Linked DNA regions of Sus scrofa: all the other regions are linked to region 1. Evidence: chromatin contacts called from public Hi-C and HiChIP or PLAC-seq data. All regions are on one chromosome and are shown on one strand. Each heading gives the region's core, a stretch centred on a gene start, on an enhancer-like site or on the middle of the called end of the contact. The rest is flanking DNA. Distances are from core to core; before and after follow the strand shown. Region 1 has its middle 250 kb from the start of TRNAE-UUC. Region 2 has its middle 310 kb from the start of KLF4. Region 3 has its middle 280 kb from the start of KLF4. Region 4 has its middle 210 kb from the start of KLF4.

Region 1 (2,700 bases), core at 56-2,555:
CAAGTTACAATCAGCACCAGGGTTAGAACTCACAGCTCCTGATGCTGAGGCCAGTACTCCCAAGTTCTTTCTCCTATGTGTGTTTGAGTCACAATTTCCTGACCCAGAGAGGAAACATCTAAATCATTCTTTCCAAAACTCTCAACCAGGAATCTCTAGTTTGACAAAGAAACCTCAGAGGCTGCTTTCTTTGTGGAGCTTCTAATCCTGGAGCAGGGTGGAGAGAACGGTGGTGGTGGGGGGGTTGGTTAGAGAGAGATCTTCAGGAGCTTAGTTCCTGTTTATCTACATGTCATTCTTTTAGTCCCTGAGGCTATAACATCCATTTAGAAAGATTAATTCAAATGTGATTGAGGACAGAGAAAGGAGAGCTAAGGGGGAGGCAGAGAGAGGGAGGAAGAAAGTAGAATTGTCTAAGCTTTAGAAGAAAGAACCTAAGGTATTACTAATTCTCAAAGAGGTCTCACTTCTTACAGACAAGTTGCTCCTTGGGAAATCACAGGCAGGTGAAAGTAGCTCCGTGATTCTTTTATTATCCATGAACCTGGCTTTTCTTTCCAGCATTCTCAGGTGCGCTGGAGGTCCTGGGAAGAGAGAGGGCTTTTTCAAAAGACACTTCCACCTCCTAATCCCTGTGCCTACAAACCAAATATTGATCTATTTAGTAAACCAGCCTGTGGGAGGAGAGATTGTAAAGCCCTGTTTACTCAGCAGTTGGGCCCCCCTGACAGCTGTTCAATGGGGGATTATGATGTCACAGTGGTAATTACACTATAAACAAGGGATAGGGAGAATAAAGCATGAAAGGAAACTGTGGGGTTCGTTACTAGGCAACACAAAATATGTAACCAGAAACCCGACAAGCATGTAAATTTCCTTGCAAGCCTCCCAGATGTCCTCACTTTATGGCCAGCACACAGTTTCAGTTTCAATTTGTTTATTTGCCCTTCTTCAATCACAAATGTGGAGCAGAGAATGTTGAAAGAAAGAAAAGAAAGCAAAGAAAAATGAGGGGAAAGGAGGGCTTGTACTTTCTTCCTAGGATGTAAAAGGTCGGGAAAAAGCTCAGGGGCTTAGCCTTCTCTCTTCAGAAAGATGTAGGGGTCACTGTCCAAGGGAGCTTTATCAAGGAAGTAAGCCAAAGACAACAAAGAAAGTGAGCCAAGGGAAAAGAAAAAGAAAAATGGAACAAAAAGTAAGAGGATGAAACTAAATAAATGGGAGAAGGAAGACAACTCCATGGCATGATGGGCTCCCAGGGACTAGAAGGGGCGCTGGAGTCCTCACTGCTACAGCCCCACCTAGTGGTTGCCCCACATCTTTCATACTTCGGGTGCTGAAGCTCCAGTAACCCTGCCTTTCTTTGAGCAGCTTTATCCAAAAGTTTTTATGATGAGCTCAAATCAGCTTCCCAATTATGAACAGCTCTCCTCATCCCCAGGACAAGAAGTCACAGCCTCACAGAGATCTGGAAACAATGACCAGAATACTGTTTTTCTTCTTTTCGATTCTCATCCCAGCAATAGTTTTCCCTCCCAACAGCTTTTTCTAGATGAGATTGTTTCTTGCTCAACCCTCTGAACGACTTTCAATTTGTCAATGCTCCTCTTATAATCTAGGATTTGAAACTAGACACACCCTCTTAGGTGAGGTCTGACCTCAGAGAACTAAACAGGATCCACCACTATTCTCCCCAGCCCCGCCCCCCCAATCCACTTGTTTGGGAGAGCTGTAGAGGCTTGCGGGAGACAGCCGGAACAGGCCCATGAGAACCGATCGTTAAATTTTCAGGAATTCTGTGAGGTCGTTTTTTAAACCATTGACAGCTTGAAATCAGCCATGATGACAGTATTTACGCCACAGATATTGGCAAATACAACAGATCAGGCTTCCCTTCCATCCTCTAGAGAGCTGGTTTACCAGCAACCACTGCTCTGACCAATCATATTCAATCTCTTTTGGAATTTAGTGATTCACAGAGGGTAGGCAGAAACCTTTAGCCACAGATCTACAAACCACAGACCTCCATACACAAGCTACAAGCAGTCACTCTCACTAGATCTAAGGAACATGGATCAGGATTTTAGTTCTTCTATCTACAGTGACCACCTTTGCTGACTGAGAACACTTCTCTTGGATCTGATTGACACTGTGGCCACATAAACTTCCACAGGGCACTCCCTGAGTCAGATACGAAATGACCAGGTTGAGGGAGAAAAAAAAAAAAATGTCCATTGAACCGCATTGTAGATGCTGCTATTACTGACACGGGCACAAACACAGAAGCTGGTACAATCAATGGCTTTTCTGCAAACTTGGAAATTCTCTCGAATTTCTGTTCTTAAATTCTAGTATTAACTATCTAGAATGACAGTCTGGTGACAGGGCTAAATTCCAGTCCTGAATGAGCCAGTCCTTTGGGGTCTGAATGGAAGCTTATCCCTGTCCCTCCCTGGGCCTCAGTTTCCCTGACAGCCGTGAGGGTTGAGTCTCAGGACTTTTAAATCCAGATGGCTTTTGCAGCTGGCTCCAGCTTGGGCCACGGTACTGACATCCTTATAAGTGCGTGAGCAGAACTTGGCATTGGATGAGCAGCGTTTTTCCACAAGTAATTCTCACTGTGTGGACTTGTGTCCCGCCTCCACTCTCCTGTTGTCCTGGGGATGATTTGTTTGTTGTGACTCTCCTCGGATATACTAT
Region 2 (2,700 bases), core at 151-2,650, 380 kb before region 1:
TTTTAATTAATTTTTTTTTGCTACACCCATATCATGCAGAAGTTCCCAGGCCAGGTCTCGAACCCGCACCACAGCAGTGACAACACTGGATCCTTAATCGATAGGCCACCAGGGAACCCCTAAGGTTGCTTTATACTATAGGAAAAATGTAGAAATAAGTTATAAGGAGGGCGGGGAGAAAACAAGAAAACAGAGGTTAGAAAAAATAGACTTGGAAATGACAACTAAAAACCCCCATGTGCACTTGTATTTGACCCAATTTAACCTTGAGCTTCCTAGTGGTCAGAAGACAGGGAGAAATACTTTGGGTAAGTTTTCTGAGATTTAGAGATAAACATCGACTTTATCTATCTCAGTTTCATTGTTGATAAAATGGTAAGAAAAACACCCACATCACAGGAATGCTCTGAGGGTGAAAGGAAATAAGGGGTATGAAATACTCAAGTACAATGGGCAATGCATGGTAGAGATCCTGCAAATTCTGGTTTTTATTGTTAGTATGATCTCTTCCAGGGTTTCTGCTTTAAAGTCAGAAATCAATGACCTTCAGCACTGTGGCTGGGGCTTCAATTGACTCAGCTTGATCCCTTTTCCAGTGCAGTAGAGGCTGAGAAATGATCTCTAGTAAACTGGATTACTCCTCTATAGGGAAGAGGGGGAATTAGTTAGCTTGCAACAGGAATGGTCAAAATAACTGTGTTCCTTTGTGTAAGATCCTATTGCAACCCACTTCCCAAGATGAACTGGCCCCCGCTGAATAGAACAGTAGAGCTTAAAGGAGCCTTGAAGGTTCATCCGACACTCTCTCTTTGCAGAGTGGGGAGGGGGGTGCTGGATTTTCCAGCATTGCCCAGCTGGAATTTGATGCTCAGATTCCAGTTGTTTTTCTTAAAGGATCCATTCATGAGAAGGACTAATGTGGAATTGAAGTCAAGGGGGGAAAAAAAGCTGATTTATTTATAGTTTAGGGAAGTGAAAGTCAGTTTGAGTTCGGAGGTTCATTGTTTCACTGTTACTACTTTCAGCCCTGGGGGGAATTGTCCATCCTTCTTCTTCCCTCTGCTGGCCCTAGAAAGTCAGCTCTCAGCTGCTGCCACCAAAGGGGCTCATTTTAAGAGCACACATCCTCTGGAAATGGTGGCCTCGTGTGGAGGAATGCAGATATCTGTAGGGCTGTATTTTCCTCAGTGCTTTTATGCTTTAAGAGAGAGAGAGTGGCTCAGCACATCTCTGGGCTATTTAAAGCTCACAGAGAGTGCCTTCTGAGGGCACGCGAGTGCCCTGGAATCTCAGTGGAACACTGGCTGAATTTGAGTGATAGTGTTTGACACTTTGAGTCACAGGCCGAATTCATCACGGTGCGGAGGGGAGAAGCTGGGCCCTCTCCTGCCTGTTGCCCGCCCACACGTGTGGGAGTGAGAAGCAGTCAAAATGCTGACGATGAAATGATGCACAAGGAGCATCCAGCTCCCAGCCAGGGGCCAAATCCCTTTCATCCAGGCTGATTTGTGCTAAATATGTGGCTGGCACTTCTACATGCACCCTCATCTTACCCTCCCTCCTGGCAGCCGGGTTGCTGGGTGGAGTTATCAGCCTCACTTGATGCAGAAGGTCACTCAGAGAAGTGGGCTGACATGCTCAAGGTCATGGTCAGCAGCCAACCCAGGTTCCAAACCTCAAGTCTAGCAGTCTTCTCGATACCACGGCCATCTACTCTTGGTGAAAAGATTAGTAAAGAAAAGAAACAAATTCAAGCCCCAAACGAAATCAGTGATTTCTGAGCAAGCTTCACTTCCTCTGGTCCCTAGTGCGGCCAGTCAAGAGCGACTCTGGTGTCACATTTTATGTCAGGAAATCGTGTGCCAGGGAGGTGAGTGCTGATAACCTTTGGTGCCATGGTGATGCAACTTGATGATTTTAAATAGTGTGTTTCTGAGATTGCCAGCAGCAGGGTTTATCTGGTGAGTTGTGCTTCCTTCTCCCTCTCCTATTTCCCTTTATGAGCTGGTCACTTGGGATGCCCGTCTCCCAGTGCATCTGTGTGCACTTGAGATCTGAAACCCCTGCCGGTGCCACCACCAGCTGCAGAAGCGCGCCGCTCGCAGTCATTTTTGGAAACCAAAAATGACCGGTCCCATAACTGTGATTAGATAAAGCTTGTAATTTGTGTTTGCTGTAGTCAGCGACGTGGTATTTTGGGACAAGCAGCCACTCTATGCTACATATAGCTCGGAATTTGCGGCTTTTGTGTAACCAGCCATTGCATGATCAAGGTGGTGAAGGCGAAAGAGGGAGAGAGGATGGAAGGATGATGGGAGGGAAGGCAGGAAGCCCTGCTCACAGACAGGCAGAGAACCAGGGAAGCCAGAAAGCTCGAAGGGCCTGCAGGAAATACTGGGTGACTTGTCCTGAAGAGAGACCCAGCCGGTTGCTGTCAGGCTCCTGAACACCACCGTCCTTCTCTCCTAACAGCTAGAGCCTTGTGACTCCCAGCGAGAGGCTTAGCTGTACCCCAGGCTCAAGGAAGGAGCCTACCCGGAGCCAGAGCATGACTGACGACACCCAAGGAACTTCAACTTTTCGGTGGTGGCTCAACTTTTCAGTTCAGCCGATAGATATTCCCTGATTCAGTGTTTCAGTTCTGAAAGGTCAGCCTCCTTCCCTGTCCCCAATTCTGGGGAACAATGTCCTTGCCCTTCC
Region 3 (2,700 bases), core at 118-2,617, 400 kb before region 1:
CAGATCTCAAGGCTGGCAGGTCTTTAGTAGGACATTGAGCCCAGGGATAACTGAACCTAGGGATAAGGTTCAGCGTGGTCAGGACCCCCTCTGCCAATAATCCAAAAGGTACTATTTATTAACCCGTTTTGTATCTAATCTGGAATCTTATTCTTAATTTTTAAAAATTAAGTTGTCCACAAAGAACAACTGTCTGAGATTCTCATTTGAACTGGTTTTTAACATTTTATTGATGAAAGAGTTGAAAGAAAATGTTTGACACTCTTGTTTTATATTTGTAAGAAAGTTGTATTTTTAGCTTTGTGAAAATTATATTTGAACAACACTCTTGACACACGTACTCCTGAAAGTGGGCGTGAGCTGTCAGTTCAGATTTTTCTAGCCTAGCCTAGCTCGTGTTTCTCCTTTGGCAGAAATTTCTCTGCCTCCTCAAAACACCTCACTGTCTCCTTTGTCTGCTTCATTCTCATAGTACTTGAATATAACCTATATTATAACATAGATTAAACTGCACTATGGGTATTTGCATGTGGGCTCTGCTCACATCCCTATCCACAGACCTTAAGCCTTTTTTTGAGGACAGGAGCTGAGTCTTTTTTCATCATGTACCCCCTCAATCTCCCATAGGTCCAAGCAGGCATTCAGTGCAGATTTTAGAAGGAATGAATGATGGATGGATGAATGAATAATAAATTAACTGGGCAAGGCCTTGGAACACAAAAATGAGTGAAATCAGTTGACTTGTGGAGAGAAAAACTTGCATATGGGCAACCAACCCACAGTTCAGTTACATGCATGTCTTAGGTTTAATTTCAAGTTCACACATGTTCCCATTCCTTTTGTCTTGTGTCGGGAAAGCTTTATGGTCCCGTTGTTGCATAGGTGTGTATTTTCCTTTCCATGGGGATGGCTGCTCGATGATTGACTATTGTTTGAATAAATCAAACTAATCGGTTTTGTCCTGGGATTTGGAAATATTAAACTATGTTCTTTGGAAAAGGATACAGTATTATTTCAAGCATCTTATTATTTCAAGTTTGGTGCAGGCCAAATATCATTACTAACCTATCTCATGAGAAACCAGATGTTGCCAAGGTTTACTTCACTTAATTCAAGTAATATTCAACATATAATTACATTTTGTCCAATCTGGGAGGATAGAATTTTAGTATTTGTCATAATGGGATAACTCATTATATTAAGTTTTACCTTGAGTCTCAGGAAACTTTCTCTGTGTCCTAATTGGGGTTCTGGACTCCTCACTTTGAGCACACGTTTTCTGTCTGTGTCCTTATGCCTCTCCCTCTAGCCTGCCTTGGAGTCAGGAGGTGGTAGGGACTGTGTTTGACCTGCCCTTGACCCCAAGCACCCAGCACAGGGTCTAGCACTAGGCAGGTTTTCAGTGAATGAATGTGATGAGGGCAAAAAGCATGGGCTGCGGGTCAGACTTCACTTTTACAAAATGATAACTTTCATCAGCATCATGACCCTTATGAAGGCAGTAAGCGGACATGGGCCGAAGCTTTCATCATGAGGGACCCCGGCAGATGCTATAAGCGGTTCAAAGGAGAATCCAAAGAACTGGCAAATGTATACAGGAGGGATATTGAAATGAATGTGCAAATAGAGGCAAAACCAGCTCTTTTCATGGTCCAGGGAGAAGTCGCCTGAATCCCTGGGGACAGGATGGAATTTACATGTCTATAAACAAGAAGTCGTTTGCATTCCTATCAGCTCTCTATGACTTCCAGAGCTGTAAAATAGCTCCCCTGGAATCTCTCAGATAACCTGGAAGGTGTCCTTTAGACAATACAGAGTTTCCCATAAAAGCACACACTTTCCCCAGTTCAAATCTCACCTGTGCTGACAGGCCCTGAGGGAAGGGCATTCCGGACCAAGATAACAGTTCCACGGAGGCCTGGGAGACTTGTGTTTCTGGAATGGGAGGGAAGTGCCTAGAAAGAGGAGGGCTGAGGGAGGGAGCAGTCAGGTCCTAACAGCTTGGTGAGGCCAAGATCAAGAGTAGAGATTTAGTCCAGACTTGTAAAATTGTACAACTCTATTTTAAGCGTTCATTCCTAATTTGTCCACATTTACTGACTTCTATATTATATACAGGAATTATGATACCAAGATAATTTGAAGGGAGTACAAGTTCAGCCACTTACGGGCTGTGTGACCTCAGGTAAGTTACTTAATATAGCTGTGCCTCAGTTTTGCCATCTTTAAAATGGAAGTGATAACTTACAGTTGCAATGTTGATTATGTGAGTTAAGAGAATAAATGCCAGGAGATTTGGCACCTAGGAAGGGCTCAGTAAATGGTATTTAGCTCAACATGTAAAATATACACATGCACAGAAATGAAAATGAATGAGATATAAAATACGTGTAAATAAAGTGCCAACATGTGTCTTTTTGTACTCAGGGCATCAGCCTGACCACCCATGGGGTACATGCACCCCAATCCAGAGGTTATAAATAGGAGGCTTGATAAGATCTGTGGGTTGTAGAATGGAGGGGATGGGATGGGAGAAGAGTCAGAGGCCGAAAGACCAGTAAAGAAGCAGTATTGCAGCCCAGGGCTTGAGCTGGGGCACCCAAGGGAGACAAGCTCACTGGGAACAATGGCCAGGGCAGGGGGGGGGTGGGGGGTGGGGGGGCTTATCTGATGACCTTTGGACGAGAACTTGGCATGGGA
Region 4 (2,700 bases), core at 88-2,587, 470 kb before region 1:
TAGTGTTTCTGTGAGCTGTGGAGTAGGTCACAGACGCGGCTGAGATCCTGTGTTGCTGTGGCTCTGGTGTAGGCCAGGAGCTGTAGCTCCAATGCGACTCCCAGCCTGGGAACCTCTATATGCCACATGTGCGGCCCTGAAAAGACAAAAAAACAAAACAAAACAAAACAAAAAACCAAAAAACAAAAAATAAAAAACAACCCAGAAGAGCAGCAGCCTGTGTCTCAGCCAGGTTGTGGGTGGCCTGAGGGGAAGGTGAGGATACATGGCTGGAGGCTCACTGGCTGGGGTGAACACCAGCTCTCTGCTGTCCGTGCCACCTTGGACTAGGCACTCCACTCCCCTGCCCTCTACCTTTATATGCCAAGAGGAAGGCACAGACTGGGATCAATGCCTTCAATGAACCTGGCTCCAGAACAATGGCACCAACGGTAACCAGAACTCACATTGTTGTCATAGAAAGCGGTTGCCTGTGTCATCGCGTCAGAATCTAGAACAAAATAGGTGACAGGTGAGGGTCTCTGAGTGCTAGAAAGCATCTCTGCAAGTTTTTTTTTATCGAGAAGATGCACCCATGGAAGTCATATGTGTTACTGAACCAAGGAAAACCATGCTGGGTCAGACAGGACGACCCTAGAGGAAAATAATGAACATCTTTCACGTCTTTGTTGAGAATCTTTGGTTGTTCTGGTCTCTGACTCAGCTTTTCCCCTGGAATCCTATTATACAAATATCTCTAGTAGGGTAAAATGGGTTAAAATGATTTCTGTATAAGCTGCTGAGGGATCCCAAAGAGGGAGAGATGAACTTGGTCTAGGGATGGGGCAGGAGGTTAGAAAAGGAGGGGATATTTACATTGGGTTTCAAAGGATGAATAGAAGTTTTCTGAGAAGAGAAGCGAGAAAAGCATTCATTATAAAGACAGTAACATGTGAAATCTTATTTAAAAGGTAGTGAATGGGTTCAACTTGACTGGGGTATAGGGAGAAATAGGGGGAGATAAAGCCTCAGAGGGTGAAGAGCTAGAAGTTGGGAAGGCTGAGAAGCCTGGACACTGTCCTTACAGTTCACAGGGGCCCTAGAGGGGTGAAGTAACTTTTTCTGCAGCAGGTTCAAGGCACCTTGAACCTTGCCCTTTTCACCCCCAACCCCATTTCCTTCCCTTTCCATCTTCCTGTCTCTCTGACAATGACTTCAAGCAGGGCTCAGCTGAGTAAGTGAATGTTCAGAAATCCTTCTCAGAAAACAAAAAACAGAAACAAAACAGAAACCTGAGGATTTCACTACTCAAAGCACGGAGGGAAGAGACAGGCCCAGGCAAGAACCCAGTTGTAGCAGGGCTGGGCGGGTCTGGCCAGCTGACCGGAGCTGTCTGGGCTCCTGCTGAGGAGAGCAGCCCTGGGCTCCCCTTAAGCTTTGCTTTTCCTTTTGGGGGGAGAGGGGGGTGGGTGGAGGGAAGGAATCTCAGAGAAAATATTTGTCACGAAAAGGAAATCTTGGCTGGCCCCAGAAATCGCAGATAATTAAGAGATATGATTTATCACGGGTGATGCTTCCCAGGCATGGCCAGAGTGTGAGTAAGTGTTTTTCAGGCTGCTTGGGAAGGCTCTGCCCACACGTCAGAGGCTTGGCTCTGCCGTCGCCAGGACACCAGCAGGGCCTGGGCAGAGGCTCTGGGTCTCCACAGTGACTGCTCCCTGCGAGCCAGCCCTGCCCTGCCAGGGAGGTGGGGAGGATGCTGGCTCCCAAGCAGGACAGACCCAGGGTGCATGCCAGCCTCTGATAGAGCATTCAGCATCACTCAGCTTCACTGGGCCTCGCTTTCCGCCTTCAGAGGATGAACACAGAGGATCTCACCCCCTGGGGACACGGCAATGTCTGGAGACATGTTTTGGCAGTCACAGGGGGCAGGGGCACCCCTGGCATCTGGTGGGGAGAAGCCAGGCACGGTGACCACGCTCCCATGTAGAGGACAGCCCCCAGCAACCAAGAGGGATACAGCCCTGAACATCATGCGTGTCGAGGCCGAGTCAAAGCAGATAGAGACCTCAGAGCTGGTGAGATGAAGGTAGTCACGTGTCCACATGGCCCGATGTGGTGCCCGCACTGGTTCCATGGCAGTTTAAGAAGTGGTAGCAAAAGTCATTTCTCTTGGAAGGCATGGGCCACCAGGCTGGGGTCGGTCTGCAGGAGAGACACCACGTGGCATGAAAAGGAGGCCAACCAGGGCCTTCCCTCCCTGGAACCCCTCCCTCCCTCCCTTCTTCCCTCATTTTCAGACGTGCCTATGAGGCACCAGGAAAACCAGGAACGTGGGCTTTAGTAGTGCACAGAACAAAAAGGTCCCTGTCCTCACAGAACTTTCCTTCTAGTGCATTTCCCACAAATGAAGACATGACACTGTATCAAGTGGTAAATAGTTCCTACAAAGAACAAGAATGCCTTGACTGGAAATTTTAGCTTTGGCGTTTTGTTGCTCCGTGTCCTGAAAATGACTCGGCGAGGCCTCTGATTTGTCCATCTCCTGCTTTGATTTCTCAGATCCCACCCATCCTTTCAGAAAAATAACAAGTTATTGTTGCAGAGGTCCCTGCATTTTCCAGCTGCGCTTTTGTAAGAAGCACTTTCCCCAAATAAAACAGTCGAGCAAATAAAAGCTATGTCAAGTGGTAAACAATAAAGAAGAAGAAAGCGTGGTGG

What was found. A called contact is a pair of places that touch in the nucleus more often than the background predicts. HiChIP or PLAC-seq counts read pairs in DNA pulled down with a chosen protein or histone mark.
Region 2: an H3K27ac HiChIP or PLAC-seq map of skeletal muscle shows a contact between it and region 1, with 5 times the contacts expected there. The contact joins two enhancer-like sites. A contact is called at or near these places in 1 of 47 Hi-C or Micro-C datasets (embryonic fibroblasts) and 2 of 2 datasets of contacts at active chromatin or transcription factors (alveolar macrophages and skeletal muscle).
Region 3: a contact with region 1 is called in a Hi-C map of epiblast stem cells, with 2.2 times the contacts expected there. The contact joins two enhancer-like sites. A contact is called at or near these places in 1 of 47 Hi-C or Micro-C datasets (epiblast stem cells) and 2 of 2 datasets of contacts at active chromatin or transcription factors (alveolar macrophages and skeletal muscle).
Region 4: an H3K27ac HiChIP or PLAC-seq map of skeletal muscle shows a contact between it and region 1, with 4 times the contacts expected there. The contact joins two enhancer-like sites. A contact is called at or near these places in 1 of 47 Hi-C or Micro-C datasets (embryonic fibroblasts) and 1 of 2 datasets of contacts at active chromatin or transcription factors (skeletal muscle).

What each region holds. Positions count from the first base shown.
Region 1 is chr1:249,290,371-249,293,070 of Sscrofa11.1, forward strand. No RefSeq gene overlaps it. Among named protein-coding and RNA genes, the nearest start is that of TRNAE-UUC, 250 kb to the right of the region's middle. Within about 2 kb of position 1,306, at least 29 of the 83 cell types and tissues checked have an H3K27ac peak or open chromatin away from gene starts, as enhancers often do. A contact at or near this core is called in epiblast stem cells and skeletal muscle, where this site is marked.
Region 2 is chr1:248,914,596-248,917,295 of Sscrofa11.1, forward strand. No RefSeq gene overlaps it. Among named protein-coding and RNA genes, the nearest start is that of KLF4, 310 kb to the left of the region's middle. Within about 2 kb of position 1,401, at least 11 of the 83 cell types and tissues checked have an H3K27ac peak or open chromatin away from gene starts, as enhancers often do. A contact at or near this core is called in skeletal muscle, where this site is marked.
Region 3 is chr1:248,891,359-248,894,058 of Sscrofa11.1, forward strand. No RefSeq gene overlaps it. Among named protein-coding and RNA genes, the nearest start is that of KLF4, 280 kb to the left of the region's middle. Within about 2 kb of position 1,368, at least 5 of the 83 cell types and tissues checked have an H3K27ac peak or open chromatin away from gene starts, as enhancers often do. A contact at or near this core is called in epiblast stem cells, where this site is marked.
Region 4 is chr1:248,821,289-248,823,988 of Sscrofa11.1, forward strand. No RefSeq gene overlaps it. Among named protein-coding and RNA genes, the nearest start is that of KLF4, 210 kb to the left of the region's middle. Within about 2 kb of position 1,338, at least 35 of the 83 cell types and tissues checked have an H3K27ac peak or open chromatin away from gene starts, as enhancers often do. A contact at or near this core is called in skeletal muscle, where this site is marked.